2 separate regions of the Sus scrofa genome follow, and region 2 is linked to region 1. A link is a contact called in public promoter capture Hi-C data. All regions are on one chromosome and are shown on one strand. The core of a region is the stretch at or near the end of the contact, and the rest is flanking DNA. Distances in the headings are between cores, read along the strand shown. Region 1 has its middle 23 kb from the start of NEK2. Region 2 holds the start of SLC30A1 (solute carrier family 30 member 1).

Region 1 (6,977 bases), core at 2,200-4,699:
CATGGCCCCGAAGTGGTGCTCCTTCTTGGCGTGGCCTGATATCCATGGACCCGGTGGCCCAGAGAGCATGGGTCACACCAAGGCTGGGCACCTGGATGCCCATCCCTGGGCATGCTCAGGCAGCCTGAGACGCAGGTTGTCCTGGGGAGACACCCCCGCAGTCATTGCCCTTGGCCTTGGCATTGTGTGGGCAGATAATGTAAACCCAGCTTGCCTTCCACACAGATTTTGCCAGCCTGGCCCTGCCCCCAGTCCCGGCCAAGTTTCACCTGGGCGGGCTGTGTTCCCACCTCTGTATCTCATCCTGCAGAGGCAACAGATGTCAGGGAGTGGGCGGTGCTTGGCCAGGAGTTGCCCCGACAGGCTGGGGTGGTGGGAGCCTCACTCTCTTCTGGGCTCTCGCTGCCACAAGCCTGGCATCCAGCCCCAAGCCGGCTGCCTGCCAGCTTCCTGCATCTCACTTGCTTATCATTGTTTGTTTTGGAGGTTTCTGGAAAGCAAGTCTGCACCTGAGGGAAATCTTTGACTCTGGGGACTTTGTGACGGCTAAGACTTTGAACTCTCAAGAAAGCCCAGCACACAGCGGGCCACCCCAAGCCCGTGGGTGGGGACACCCTACCTGAGGACCGTGGCCCGGCAGCATATACTTCTCCACGCTTCTGCAAAGCAGCCCCGCATGGAAGCAGCTGAGGCCCTCCAAGACAGTGCATCGCCGGGACCTGCTCCAAGCAGCCACCACCCGGGGACCCGTGCTCTGTGGGTCTCTCGCTCTATCTGAAAACAGAAATGATAAGCCTTTCGTCTTCTTCGCCTACTTCGTTTGAATTTGCCTTACAATAAAAGGAGCATCTAGAGGAAGATTATTCAAGTAAATCGTGGACATGTTCCTGTAATGACCAATGACTAATAAGCAGAATCCCCCACCTTACCCCAGGTGGAGATGCAAAGGTGAAGAAGTATCTTTTGTAAAATCTCTCTCAGTAAATAACTTTTGCAAGCACGAATGATCTGGCAAGGCCCAATTTTTTTAAATTGTAAAACTGATGTTAAAACCCCTATGAAATGGGGTAGAATCATAAAAGAAGCAGTTGTTAGTATAACGAATGTGCAAAGAACAAGGGGAAAAAGGCTCCCGTTATTCCCATCACAGAGGTGTCTGCTTGGGTGGACAGTTTGGTGTGTTCAAACTCTCATACTCTATATACTACTTTGGGTCACCGGTAGCCTTCTAACCTAAGCATTTCCCCCAATCAATCAATCCGTGCTCACTAAAATAATTTAAAACTTTTTAATGGCTGCATAGTCTTCCATCACGTCCTTGAACAAGTTTTGTTAACCTTTCCTTTTCTGACGTTTAGGTCGTTCCCACTTTTTGCTCTTATAAAAAGTGTTTAACAACTGTCTTCACACATTGATCTGAGCACATACTTAAGATAAAACTTCTAGTGGTAGAATGGCTGAGTCACAAAGTAAGAAGCTTCTAAGGCTCCTGGTGCATCCTGCCTTGGCTGGTTTCTTCCTTTGCTTCTGTGAAAACCATTGCCGCCTGAGATCAGGGAAATTTCACCTGAGCTTTCAGTAAGCTTATGAATTTGTCATTACTTGTTTGGACCATAATCCATCGGGATGAATGATAACACTATTAACAATATTAGCTAGCATTTATCGGGAGGGTTCTAGGAGGACACCTGACACCCATTGTGTTACATGCCCTACAATTATGTTATGAGGCAGGAACCATATTCCCTTTTTACTATAAAGAAATGGAGATTCTGGATTTATCCCCACCTCATCCCTGGCACATGGGATGAGGTGGGGATTTAGTTTCTGCCCCATATTATTTAAACATCATTTCCTAAATCAATCAGTTCCCCATTGATTTGGACATCGCATCCATCATAGATGACTAAGTTCCTCTAACACGCAGGGTCTATTCCTGAGTTTCTCTTTGTTGCCCTTGAGCTGCCTGTCCCTCCATCCCTCTCTGCATTCTTCTCTGAAGCATCATAAGGTGTTTTAATACCTGTGAACCGACAGCCACACTGCTCTTTTCTTCGCCCAAATTTCATGACTCCACTTATATGTTTATATTTCCAGGTGAATTGTTCCATGTAAATTCATTGTGTCCGATTTAAAACACAAAAAAACTCCCGATAATTTTATTAGACTTATACATTCGGGCAAATGGCCTTTACAATATTAAGAGCTCTCAACATATCATGTCTTACTGTGTGTTTAACATCCCTTGATATAGTTTGGCAGATTTTTATTCTGAGGGTCGCGCACTTCCCGCGAGATTTGCACATTGGTGTGGCTTGTGTAAATGGGCTCTTTTGTGTTACAGGTCTTCTAGCAAGGTGTTTGCTGCCCAGACGGTCCCAGATTCAAGGGCAGCTAAACATCTGGGGACGGCACAGTCCCCAGCCTGGCCCAGCTCCTGACCGTGGCTGTGCGCAGGGAACCCCATGGCCCAGCGAGATGAGGTTTCCTCCTGTGGGTACAGCTGCAGGCAGCAGCACAGAGGGGTTTTAGATGCTTCTTTTCTTACTGTCTGGGGTCAGAGAGAGTTTGATGAAGACTGGACTTTCATACAGCAAGATGCCCGAACACTGCCAGTACTACCTGAGGATTCATGGACAACCCCAAAGACATCCAAAGACCCTAAACACATCCTGCATTGAAAGGTTGGTCCAGGGAGTTCCCTAGTCATGCAGGGGGTTAAGAACGCAGCGTTGTCATTGCTGCAGCTCAGGTCACTGCTGTGGTGTGGGTTTGATCCCTGGCCCCGGGAACTTCCACGGACCTCAGGCACTGCCGAAAATAAGCAGGTAAATAAAAGGTTGGTCCAGCCATGAATTCCTCCAGGTGGGTGGTGCCGAAGACAGAAGCGCTTGAGCCTTTGTGACCTTGAGTGAGTCACTTCCCTCTTGGAATCTTTAGGTTCTCCTGGAGAACAATTAGCTGCGCCATCCAACAATAGCTGTGTCTGGGAACCAACTGAGCTTGCGTTTGAAAAAGTGCTTTGAGAACTGCAGCTCCGGAAGACAAAGGTAAGGCACAGTTCATGCCAGGAAAGGGAGCAGGATGAGGCCCTGCTCTGCTGTGCGGTGAAGGAATCTGAGTTTCTTTTATTTATTTTTAATTTTATGTTTCTTTTTGCTTTTTTTAAGTTTCATTTTTATTTTACATTGGTGTATAGTTGAGTTACAATGGGCCTCTGAGTTTTTCAGAGAGCAGTGTCCGCTCCCAGGCCACCCCGGCCCCCAGTGAACTTGGCCTTCGTTCCTGGGGCTGGCTGGTAAAGGCCTTGATGCCCTTCAGGTTGCGGGATGGCTGTGCTGACCCAGTGAAAAACCACGATTAAGTAGCTGGATGTTGGAGAAGTGTCAGGGTTCCTGGTTCACAGATATCACTTCTTGGGCAGTTGTAAAAATTAATCATTCATCCTTTCCTGCAGGCTGGAGGCAGGCAGCCAGGAGCCTTCGAGAGGCCTTCCCCAGCGTGGCTTGGGCGCAGGACGGGCCATCACACGAGCCCTGGGCCTGCATGACCACGGGCCAGGCCTCCTCTCGGACCCCTGGGGAACCCTTCTGTAAAAGGAGGGGCTACACTCCATGTAAGTGGATTCATAGTTGAAAAACTCTGCAGAATGAAATAATAAAACCTGAAGCCTTACGAGAGACTTTAAAGGCTTGCCAAGTTGTCCTCCTGCTCCCAGCAGCTGATGCCCCTTGACCTCGTGGCCCCGCTTGAACTCTGGGCTCTAAACAGATCAGCCTATGGGTGTGAGTGAGTGTGTGTGTGTATGAGAAAGAGAGTGGGTGTGTGAGTATGGGGGGGTGGGGAGGGCACAGGAGGAGGGCAAAAGAGCATGTCACTAGGAACCTTTTTTTTTTTTTTGTCTTTTTAGGGCCACACCCACGACATATGGAGGTTCCCAGGCTAGAGGTCAAATCAGAGCAGCAGCTGCCAGCCTATGCCACAGCCACAGCAACGCCATATCCCAGCCGCATCTGTGATCTGCACCACGGCAATGCTGGATGCTTTAACCCACTAAGGCGGGCCCACATCCTCATGGGCACTAGACAGGGTCTTAGCCCACTGAGCCACAGTGGGAACTCCAACCAGGAACCTCTTTCTCAATAAAAGTGGCTGCTCCCTCCTCCCAGGGACCAACCCCACGAAGAAGCTGCCTGTGTGAGCGCTCTCTTAAATAGAAGCAAGAGCTTTACTGATCAGCATTACAGGTTATCTTCGTTATGCCAGCTTTAAAAAATGTATAGGAAGTTCCCTTATGGTGCAGTGGGTTAAGGATCCAGCATTGCCACCGCTGGGGCCCAGGTCATTGTTGTGGCACAGGTTCCATCCCTGGCCCAGGAACTTCCACATGCTTCAGGAGCACCCAAAAAAAAAAAAAAAAAAAAAAAATGCATACACTTGGCCCAGATGAGCGAAGCTGCTGCTTCTATTTCCTATAACAAATCAACAAATACTGTAGCGTCGCCACCTGGTAGGGTAGTGAGAGACACCTTCAGTAGGCTAATTAATTGACTAATGGACTGGTTTGGGGTAAATACTCAGTGAATTTGAAGTTCAACTCTGATGAGCCACGTCGCCCCTCCCAGTGCTCCCAGCAAAGAGGCCCTAGGATTAGTAGCTCTCCTGCATGGCTCAGGGTGCTGGTGGGGACGGATCCCCAACTGGCTCCTGCATGGCTCTCTGCTCTGGGTGACCGACCAGTCCATCCTAGCTCAGGGACCAGTCACCATGAGCTAGGGCCAAGATGGGGTCAGTGATGCTGTGGCTGGAGCAGTCGAACTGCTTTGTAGGAATCAGTGTCTCAAAGGTGTGTGCCCACCTGGCCCTCAAGGACCTGAGTTTCTGAGACAGGGCTGTGCTCCCCACACGCTGAGAACCCTGGGAAAGACATTTTCCTCAAAGACTCAAGGTAAGGCTGCCTTCCCAGAAAGAATTTAGGATAAATGCAAAAGACAACCCCAAACAGCTATTTAGAAAAGAGTGAAGAGAATTTATATGCATCAAAAGGAAAGGATTATTGTTAAAAAATAATAATAAAAATCAAAAAGCAACACATGTTTTAAGATCCTACGTGGGAATGTATTTTAAATACACACACTGGAAAGCGGTCACCTCCATTTCACATCCCACCTGCTGCGCCCGTCGGGAGAGCACGTGGACGTGGAGGGGAGCAGATGATGCAGCAACTGGGGACCCACAGAGAACGCGCTGCGGCTTAGCCGCTCTTACCTGTCAGACAGAACTGACACCACGAGCCACCTCAGAGTTTGTCTCATGAGAACCAAGTAAGAGACTATTCCTGAAGTGCTGAGCAAGTAGTGGCATTCCTTAAATGTTTGTTGTTATTGATATTAGCGTTACAGTAATAAAATGTAAGTTGATGATACTTTATTTCCTGAATATCAGGAAACCCCAACTGACTCTGGGGCCCATTTTAAAATGCTTTCTTGCATGAGGGGTTTGAACTATGAGGATTTTTAAATATTGTACTTCTGCATATAAAACCTGACAAAAGAAAGTTAGAAGTTTTCCTTTTTTTTTTTTTTTTTTGGCTTTTTAGGGCCACACCTAGGCGTCAAATCAAAGCTGTAGCCACTGGCCTACGCCAGAGCCACAGCAACTAGGGATCCAAGCTGCGTCTGTGACCTACACCACAGCTCACAGCCACACCAGATCCTTGACCCACTGAGCGAGGCCAGGGATCGAACCCACGTCCTCATGGACACTGGGGATTTGTTTCCACTGAGCCACAATGGGAACTCTGAAATTTTCTGAAGTAACAGTAGGATAAGTAATTTTCATATCATTATTCAACGTGTATTTATCAAGCAGCTACTTATGGGTCTGGTGTTGTCCTTTGCATGAGGAAATTGCGGAAAACAAGAGAAAAAAAATCCCTGCCTCATAGAGTTTTATGCTAATGGGGAGGAGACAAACAGTAAAAAGTGTCATATATTCTATTCAAAAAATAAATAAATATTCTATAAATAAATAAGTAAATAAATACACATACTCAGATACACAAACACACCCCACAGACCCCCATATACAGAGAAGTCCCACCCCAGGGCCTCTCCCCACCCTGCCATACGCAGGAGGTGTGGAAATACCTAATGCCAAATTATTAACAGCTGTTTCTGGAAAGCAAGCCAGAAGGTGGGATCATGGGTGAGGGACCTTGTGTGTTTTCATTTTTACTATATATATTTCCATACTGTTAGAATTGTTTGGGGTTTTTTGTTTGTTTGTTTACTGTTGAATTCTTCACTCTAAGAAACACAAAGTCAGCAGAATGCTTTCAAATATTTGTTGGAAACCAATGATATAATTAAATTAGGAACTACTTATATACATAAAGTTAGGAACTGCTTATATGCTTCAAAAACTATAAATCATAGGAGTTCCCATTGCGGCTCAGTGGGTTAAGAATCCTACCCTTATCTATGAGGATGTGGGTTCGATCCCTGGCCTTGCTCAGTGGGTTGGAGATCTGGTGTTGCCATGAGCTGTGATGTAGATCGCAGACACGGCTCAGCTCCTACCTTGCTGTGGCTGTAGTCTAGGCCAGCAGCTGTAGCTCCGATTTGACCCCTAGCCTGGGAACTTCCATATGCTGCAAGTACAGCTGTACAATTTATAAGCTAACCTAACAAAAGTATTTTATGCCAATGCAACTAACAAGGAAAAATACCAATATCAGTGACAGTATATTGATTGTGAACAGTATCAGACATTTGTTACAAACATTTTTACACAAAGAGAAGCATTTTATTCACAAGGATGTAATTTTTACAGCTGAAATTACTATAAACTTTAAGTGGCAACACTACCTCAATCTATTTAAGGCAAAGATATTGGAAACAGGAGAAGAAATAGAAAGACAATAATGTTGCCAAAACTCAGCTTTTGTCCACAGCTGCTGAATAGAAAGGCAGAGG
Region 2 (6,977 bases), core at 1,525-4,024, 64 kb before region 1:
CAACTCCTTCAACATCTCGAAGTTCCTTTATCAAATTTTTGATATCAATTTGTTTGGGAACAGTTTGGAGAAGAATAAGAGCAGACTCCTTAAGTAATGGATAAGTTGTGTAAAGAAGTATACAAACCATTACAATACAAAGAGTTGGATCTAAATATAGCACCCAGCAAGGACCAGCCTCATAAACTGTTGCATGAGTACTATTAATTAACTCTACAAATGCTTTGCAGGGGTCAGGAACACATGGATTCACACACATCTCCCCCTCAGGACAACCTTTCCAAGAAAAGTAAAAGACTAAGGCATTTACTACTACAATCACGGAACCCAAAGCATCTCCAAAGACATGCAGAAAAACTCCACGCATGTTAAGTTGTCCAGCCTTATCATCATCATCTTCCAATTCCACCTGGTCCGGTTCTCTGATAAGATTCCCATTCACTTGTACTTCCACTGCATCACTTCTGGACTTTTCTGGATCTACAAAGAAATAAAGATTCCGTATCAAACACACATCTAAAATGTTTATATAAACATTCTTGCCTAATTCCATTTAAGAAATGGAAGTGAACATTTTTCACAAAACATAATTTAAAAATGTGCTCAGGAATCTAATATAAATTGACATACTGGGAACAAGCCAGGACAGAATGGCCAGGCTAAATTAAGTCATTAAGATGATATTGCTTCCCCAACACTCCTAGCCACTCACTGTCCAACACTACCACTTCAAAAAAAAGGTTCATCTTTTCTGTATGTGTGTGTGTGTGTGTGTGTGTGCTTTTTGGCATATACCAAAAGGAAAACTAAATTGGACACTATCACCCCAAATTAAATGCAACTATGGATAAGTCTAATGCAAATGGCTAATTTGACACAGTTCTTTAGCCATCTTTTGTCATTAAGGTGTTAACTTTTACATTTTTGTCATTTATATAAATGAGTCTCTTAATGGAATGGGTTTAGAAACTAACACATCAACAATATAAACCTATCAACAATCACAGAGACTTAAAGAAAAGTTGGAACTATCATTATCATTACTACTTCCTAAATCAAACATAATGATCCTTTAAAAGAATTATACACACCAGAGCAGCTTAATTTTCTTTGGAATGACACCTTGCAGACTAGAGGGGGAGTGAGAGGATATGCAGTTGTTTACGAAACCTCTTCAAAGTACAACCTGAATTTCATTAACATAACATCCTGCATCTTGGATAAAGGAAAGCTGTCTATGTAGCATAAAACTAGGTGAATAAATATATATGGAAAAAATCTAGAAGGAAATACACAAGTTGTTAACATCCCTGGGCTTGGGTAGTCAGGTATTAGATAGATTCCTTTTTCTGTCGCCTTCAACGCCCATTTCCCAGATTTCCTTCAAAAGCACTTACTGTTTAGAATGAAAACTGTCCATTAAAAATATAAGCTGAATTACCATCGCTTATCTTCGTATGATTATGGAAATTCCTAAGTGAAATGTTAAACATGCCCAGACAGGTCCGAAGTCTAAGATTTTCAGGGTTTGGTTTAGATTTTAGAAAATTACCTGAAACATACACGGCTGTTCTTAAGAAGAACCTTGAACCAGGGTTTTGAACTCAGGCAAGTCAATCGCTAGATAGCTGGCTCGGGATACATCAAGAAACTTGTTGGAAGGGCCTCAGAACTACTTGGGCAGAGCAAGGTCCCAAACAGCCAACAACTAAGGACCAGCGGGGGATTCTCTCCGTGGGCCGACAGGGTCAAGAAATTGAATTAGGAAGCAGTTTGGATCCTGCTAACGCCCAAATCAGACACTCTCTTGAAACGGCAGCCTGAGAAGACAGCCAAGTGTGGGGTGCGGGCAGCAGGGGGCTGACGGTCACCCCTGACCTTTGTCTGCTCTCACAGCCGCGATGCCTCGTCTACACCCACCCCCCAACCCCCGAAGCGTCCCCGGGCTCATGACACCAGGCTGAAAGGGGGAAACCTGCGTTTCCGCGCCTTCTGGGCGGGCGCGGGACCGGGAAGGAGCGGCGAGGCGGCGGTGCGGCGCGGCGCGGCCCGCTGGGCACCAGGGGGCGTGCGGGCCACCCCGCCCGGGGCCACCCGGGGTCTGGGCTCCCCAGGGCCAACCACCTGCGGCGGCGACCACCTCACCTGTCCGGTCCAATTTCAGCCCGTTGGAGTTGCTGCTCTTGGCCACCAGGATGTTGGTCTCCTCCTGGTCGGTTCCCTGCTCCCCTGGGGCCGCGCTGCTGTCGCTACCGCCGGCGCGGCTGCTCTTGCCGCGGCCCCCCTTGGGGAGGCCGTGGCCGTGCCCCCCGTGCGAGTGGCCGTGGCCGGAGTCGTTGCCGAAGCCGCTGTGATGGTGGAAGAGGCAGAGCCCCAGCACGTTGACCACCAGCCCCGCCACGCCGACCCCGAGGACCACCAGCGGCTGCTGCATCTCGTGCGGCTCGATGAAGCGCTCGATGGCCTCCAGCAGGATGGCGAAGCAGAGGCCGGTCAGGAAGATGGCGTTCACCAGAGCCCCCATCACTTCGGCCCGGATCCAGCCGAACGTGTTCTTCTGGGTGGCGTGGGTCCGCCGGGCGAAGCGCTCGGCCACCAGCGCCACCACCAGCGCCAGCACGTCCGACAGCATGTGGAAGGAGTCCGAGAGCATCGCCAGCGACGAGGTCACCCGGCTCACCACCACCTCCAGGACCATGAACATGAAGGTCAGTAACAGCATGCAGAGCAGCCGGCCCCGGTTCCGACCCCAGCACCCCATGGCTGCGGCTTAGGGGCCCGCCGAGCGCGGCCCGGACACTCGTGAGGCGGCGGCGGCGGCGGCGAGGCGCCGAGGGCCGGCGGCCCGGCCACGGAGGAGGAAGGGCGCCGCCGGGCTCTCACCGCCGGAGCCCGGCCGCTCGGGAGCCTGCGGTGGGGCCTCCGCCGCCGGACAGGGGCGAGCCCGGGGTCAAGCCGCCGCGCCCCCGCGCCTGCGGGCGTCCCCGGCGGGCCGGTGGCGCGCAGCTCCTCAGGCGTCTGTCCTCGGAGCCGGCGCGGAGGCCCGGCTCAGCCCCAGCAGCCCCCACACCCACGGCGGGGCGGCGGAGGTGGGGAACTGGGGCTCCCGGAGCCCGCGGACCAAGAGCCGGAGCAGGAGCGGGCGGGCGACGGGCAGCTCTGCGCTGTGAAGACTCCAAGCATCTGCCGGCTCTCCGCGCAGGTCTCCCTCTCTCAGGTCTCCCTCCGGTGTGGCTCGGACCGAGGAGCCGACGCCTGAAGAGCTGAAGAGGCGGCAGCAACCGCAGCTGCACTCGGCCCGGTGTCGGGCGCCTTCTTCGCCCCCCCGCCTTTGCAGACGGTTTACAAAAAAACTTTGCTTTGCACTCGGAACCCCCGTTTTCACACGGACCCGAGCGTGACAAGGCCTCGCCGCCCCGCCCACCAGGCCCGGCATGCTTCCCCATTGGCCAGGACCTCCTCACGACAGCCGCCGCGCCCCGCCTATCCGCGCTCACTATTGGATGGAGCCCGGCGGGGCGGGAGGGGGCGGTGTCGTGGCTCTAACAGATAGGGGCGGGGCCTTTCCCTTCAGGAGCCGGGCGTGGGCCGGGGGCCGCGGCCGGGTGCAGCGCCTGGCGTCGTGGGGGAGGGTGGGGGGCGCGGGCCGCGTGCAGCAGGAGGGGGAGGGGCGGGGCGGGGCAGCCGGGGTCCTCCCGGCGTGGCGGGGCTCCTGCTCTGGCGCTGCGGGTTCTCGCAGCTCCCAGCACACCTACGGGGCCCGGCAGCAAACAGACTTTGATCCTCCGAGCCGGGTCCACGTGGGGCGGGCCGCGCGGCCGCTGTGACAGGCGGCAGCCTGGGAAGGGCCGAAAGGGGGAGCCCCTGTGTGCGGGGCCCTCGGGTGGGCCCTCCTGTCAAAAAGCCCCGAGATTAGGCCGACGGACTCGAAAGCAAGGGCAGCACGCAACTTGTGACTCCGCTCAACACCCAGCTGAGTTAGTCCGAGGAGGTCCTGCGAGGCGATGAAGGGAATCTTCGTAAATGTTTCAATAAAGCGAAGCACCCGCATCACCACCATCCCCAGGAGACCTTGCGTGAAGCCGTATATTTCTGTCACTGATTATCTAAGGGCCACTTAGGTACAGACTTAAAGCAGGAGAAACCGGGGTTCTGGCCCTTGCTTTGCCACCAGCCAGCTGTCTGGCTTTGAGCAAGTCAACTCATCTCTCTCGACCTGTTTCTTCATCAAGTAAAGGATTGGTCAAGAGAAATTCTTACGATTCCTCCCGGCTCTCAAATTCTAAGACTCTATGATTTAACACACATTTATTTTATTTAGAGACTACAAACAGCAGAACCCCGTGTTGGTTGCTATGGGGAAAGGGAGGGGCAGTAAGAATACAGAAGAATGAGCTTCTGTCCAGGTGGAGGTAAAATACAAACATATAAAAATTTAAATTATGATGACATATCCCTATTAAATGGTGTCAACACTAGTTGAGATTGGTTACATATGTGCTGTGCTCTGAGTGGAGATTAGCTGATTTGAAAGGGAAGACGTGCTGCTTCATTTATGGAGGGGTGGCTTGAGTCAGAGTGGCCTAAAGGGGACTCTCAATGGGCTCAGCACAGCCCCTGGACAGCAGGAAGGCCCTCCAACTGCCCTGGATTGCTGTGAGACAAAGGCAGTGGCAGGGTCTGTATATAAGGCTTATTTGCCCCCCCCCCCATTTACAAAATATTTCTCTTATTTCTATAAAAAGTTTTTCACGTGTGTATGATGTTTCTCATCTCCCTTCCCCCCCCCCCCAACCAGAGAACCAGATCCTTATCTCTTTCTGTGCTGCTGAATAGAAAAGAACTGGAGGGCGATTTCTGAGAGGTTATAAAGGAAGAATTGATAGGATTTGATGATTAATTGGGTCTTGGGAGAGTGAAAGCTGATGAGGGGAATTTAACAAAGATAGTTTTTAACCTGACAAGGAAGATACTGCTTTAAAAGATGAGGAAGTTGAGAGGAGGGGGCAGGGAGCTGCTTTTAAGGGGGGGGAAACCGTCTGTTTTTAATGTGCTAAATTTACTGTATTGGTGTTCGGTCGTTTTGGGTTTTGTTTTGCTTTTTAGGGCCACACCCTCGGCATATGGAAGTTCCCAGGGTAGGGGTTGAATCAGAGCTACAGCTGCCGGCCTACACCACAGCCACAGCAATGCAGGATCTGAGCTGACTCTGCAACCTACACCACAGCTCTTGGCAAGGCCGGATCCTTTAACCCACTGAGCGAGGCCAAGGATCAAACCTGCATCCTCATGGATGCTAGTCACATTCATTAATTGCTGAGCCACAATGGGAACTCCAATGTGCTGAATTTGAAGTGAAGTCTGGATGGTGGTGGTGCTAAGGAGTGGGGAGATGAGATTGGGAACTCTCATAATCTCCTCTCCTGTGGTATAGACAGTCGACCTTTATGCAGTCATGTGTGTAACCACTGCTTCAATCTTTCTGATCAGCTCCTCCTATATAGAAATCGGGGAGCCACTTATGGGTCGAGATAGCCTATGGAAATGGCCAGGAGGCAGTTGGAAGAGCATTTAGTCTCCTATTGGGGACTGCAGTGTCCCTTTATTTAAAAAATAGATTCCTCCAAGTGTGAGAATTTAATGCTCAGAGAGGAATCAGTAAGGAGATGTGGAGGGCAAGATACAGAGCAAGCAGGGGAGCAATTCTTTCAATCACGGAGCAGACTGAATTGGGAGATGCTTAGACCCCATATAAAAACAGGCTTTTAGGTTCAGTTCAACACAGTAGTCACTTAGGAGAAGCTACCTTGTGAGGCTTTTTTTTCCCCTCTCTTGTAAGCCACTTTCCAGACAATGTGCTTTATACTCTTAAAATCTAGAAGCGGGGAGGGGTGTCAGAGGTACATTTTCCAGGCTGGAAAAAGTTATGATCATGCACTCCAGAAAGAGTAATATCATCCACATAACAGGAAAACATTTCAAACAAATAAACTTTCCTTCCCTGTAGCATTATGTAGTCAAAATGCTTTATTAGCAGTTGGACTCAAATTTGTCCTTTTTCAGCTGGTTATCTTAGCATAGTGTTAACACACCAGGAGTGAGTTCCACTGCAGGGAAACCGTGCCATTATTCACCAACACTCCTGGAGGTTGTGACTCCAGGTTGAGTAAGATGGCTTGGCTTTTTCTTCCTGATTCTTGAGAATTCTCCTGGTAATTTGCTTGCATCCAAACGACTAAACTCAGCATACTTTAAAGATGAGAGAATAATGCTCCCTTTGGAAAGAGACTGCCAATATGAGTGAAAGTCAAACGTTTAACACAAACTTCGTAATTTCAAAACCCTCTAAGGCCTCTCCGTGCTCTTTCAATGCCAAGTTCCAACCTGGAGCTTCCTAGCTCAAGGAGCTGGCCTGCACGTTATCAATCCAAAGTGTAGGTTTTAAAGGATTCTTGTTTAAAAAACAAAACAACAACAAAAAACCTCACTAAACACAGACACACCTCTGAATCTTGGTTATCAAAAATCATGACTGTATGAAGCTGTACCATGGACAGATAGAAGAAGAAAACCGTGTGAAAAACCAGATTACATTTGACTTTGGTTGATGGCAAATCCCATCTAATATTCAGTCTTAAAGCAAAAATGATGAGGGGAGTTCCCTTCGTGGCTCAGTAGTTAACAAACCTGACTAGGAACCATGAGCACGCAGGTTCGATCCCTGGCCTCGCTCAGTGGCTTAAATATCCAGCATTGCCCTGAGCTGTGGTGTAGGTCAAAGAGGCAGCTCGGATCCTGCATGGCTGTGGCTGTGGTGTAGGCTGGCAGCTGTAGCTCCAATTAGACCCCTAGCCTGGGAACCTCCATATGCCGCTGGCACAGCTCTAAAAAGACAAAAAGACATTAAAAAAAAAAAAAAAAAAAAAAAAAAAGAATGGCAGGTGAGAGTGACTAGCAAAGGAAAACTCATTTTTTGT

What was found. Promoter capture Hi-C pulls out the DNA fragments that hold promoters and counts their contacts.
Region 2: a promoter capture Hi-C map of liver shows a contact between it and region 1, with 6 times the contacts expected there. The contact joins the promoter of SLC30A1 here to the enhancer-like site in region 1. A contact is called at or near these places in 3 of 5 promoter capture datasets (fetal liver, fetal skeletal muscle and liver), 23 of 47 Hi-C or Micro-C datasets (adipose tissue, alveolar macrophages, blood and 12 more) and 2 of 2 datasets of contacts at active chromatin or transcription factors (alveolar macrophages and skeletal muscle).

The regions. Positions count from the first base shown.
Region 1 is chr9:131,566,188-131,573,164 of Sscrofa11.1, reverse strand. No RefSeq gene overlaps it. Among named protein-coding and RNA genes, the nearest start is that of NEK2, 23 kb to the right of the region's middle. Within about 2 kb of position 3,449, at least 11 of the 83 cell types and tissues checked have an H3K27ac peak or open chromatin away from gene starts, as enhancers often do. A contact at or near this core is called in fetal liver and liver, where this site is marked.
Region 2 is chr9:131,629,383-131,636,359 of Sscrofa11.1, reverse strand. It overlaps SLC30A1 (solute carrier family 30 member 1), which reads right to left and starts at 2,774. Exons shown (of 2, transcript NM_001139470.1): 1 at 2,146-2,774; 2 at 1-480. The coding sequence starts at 2,761.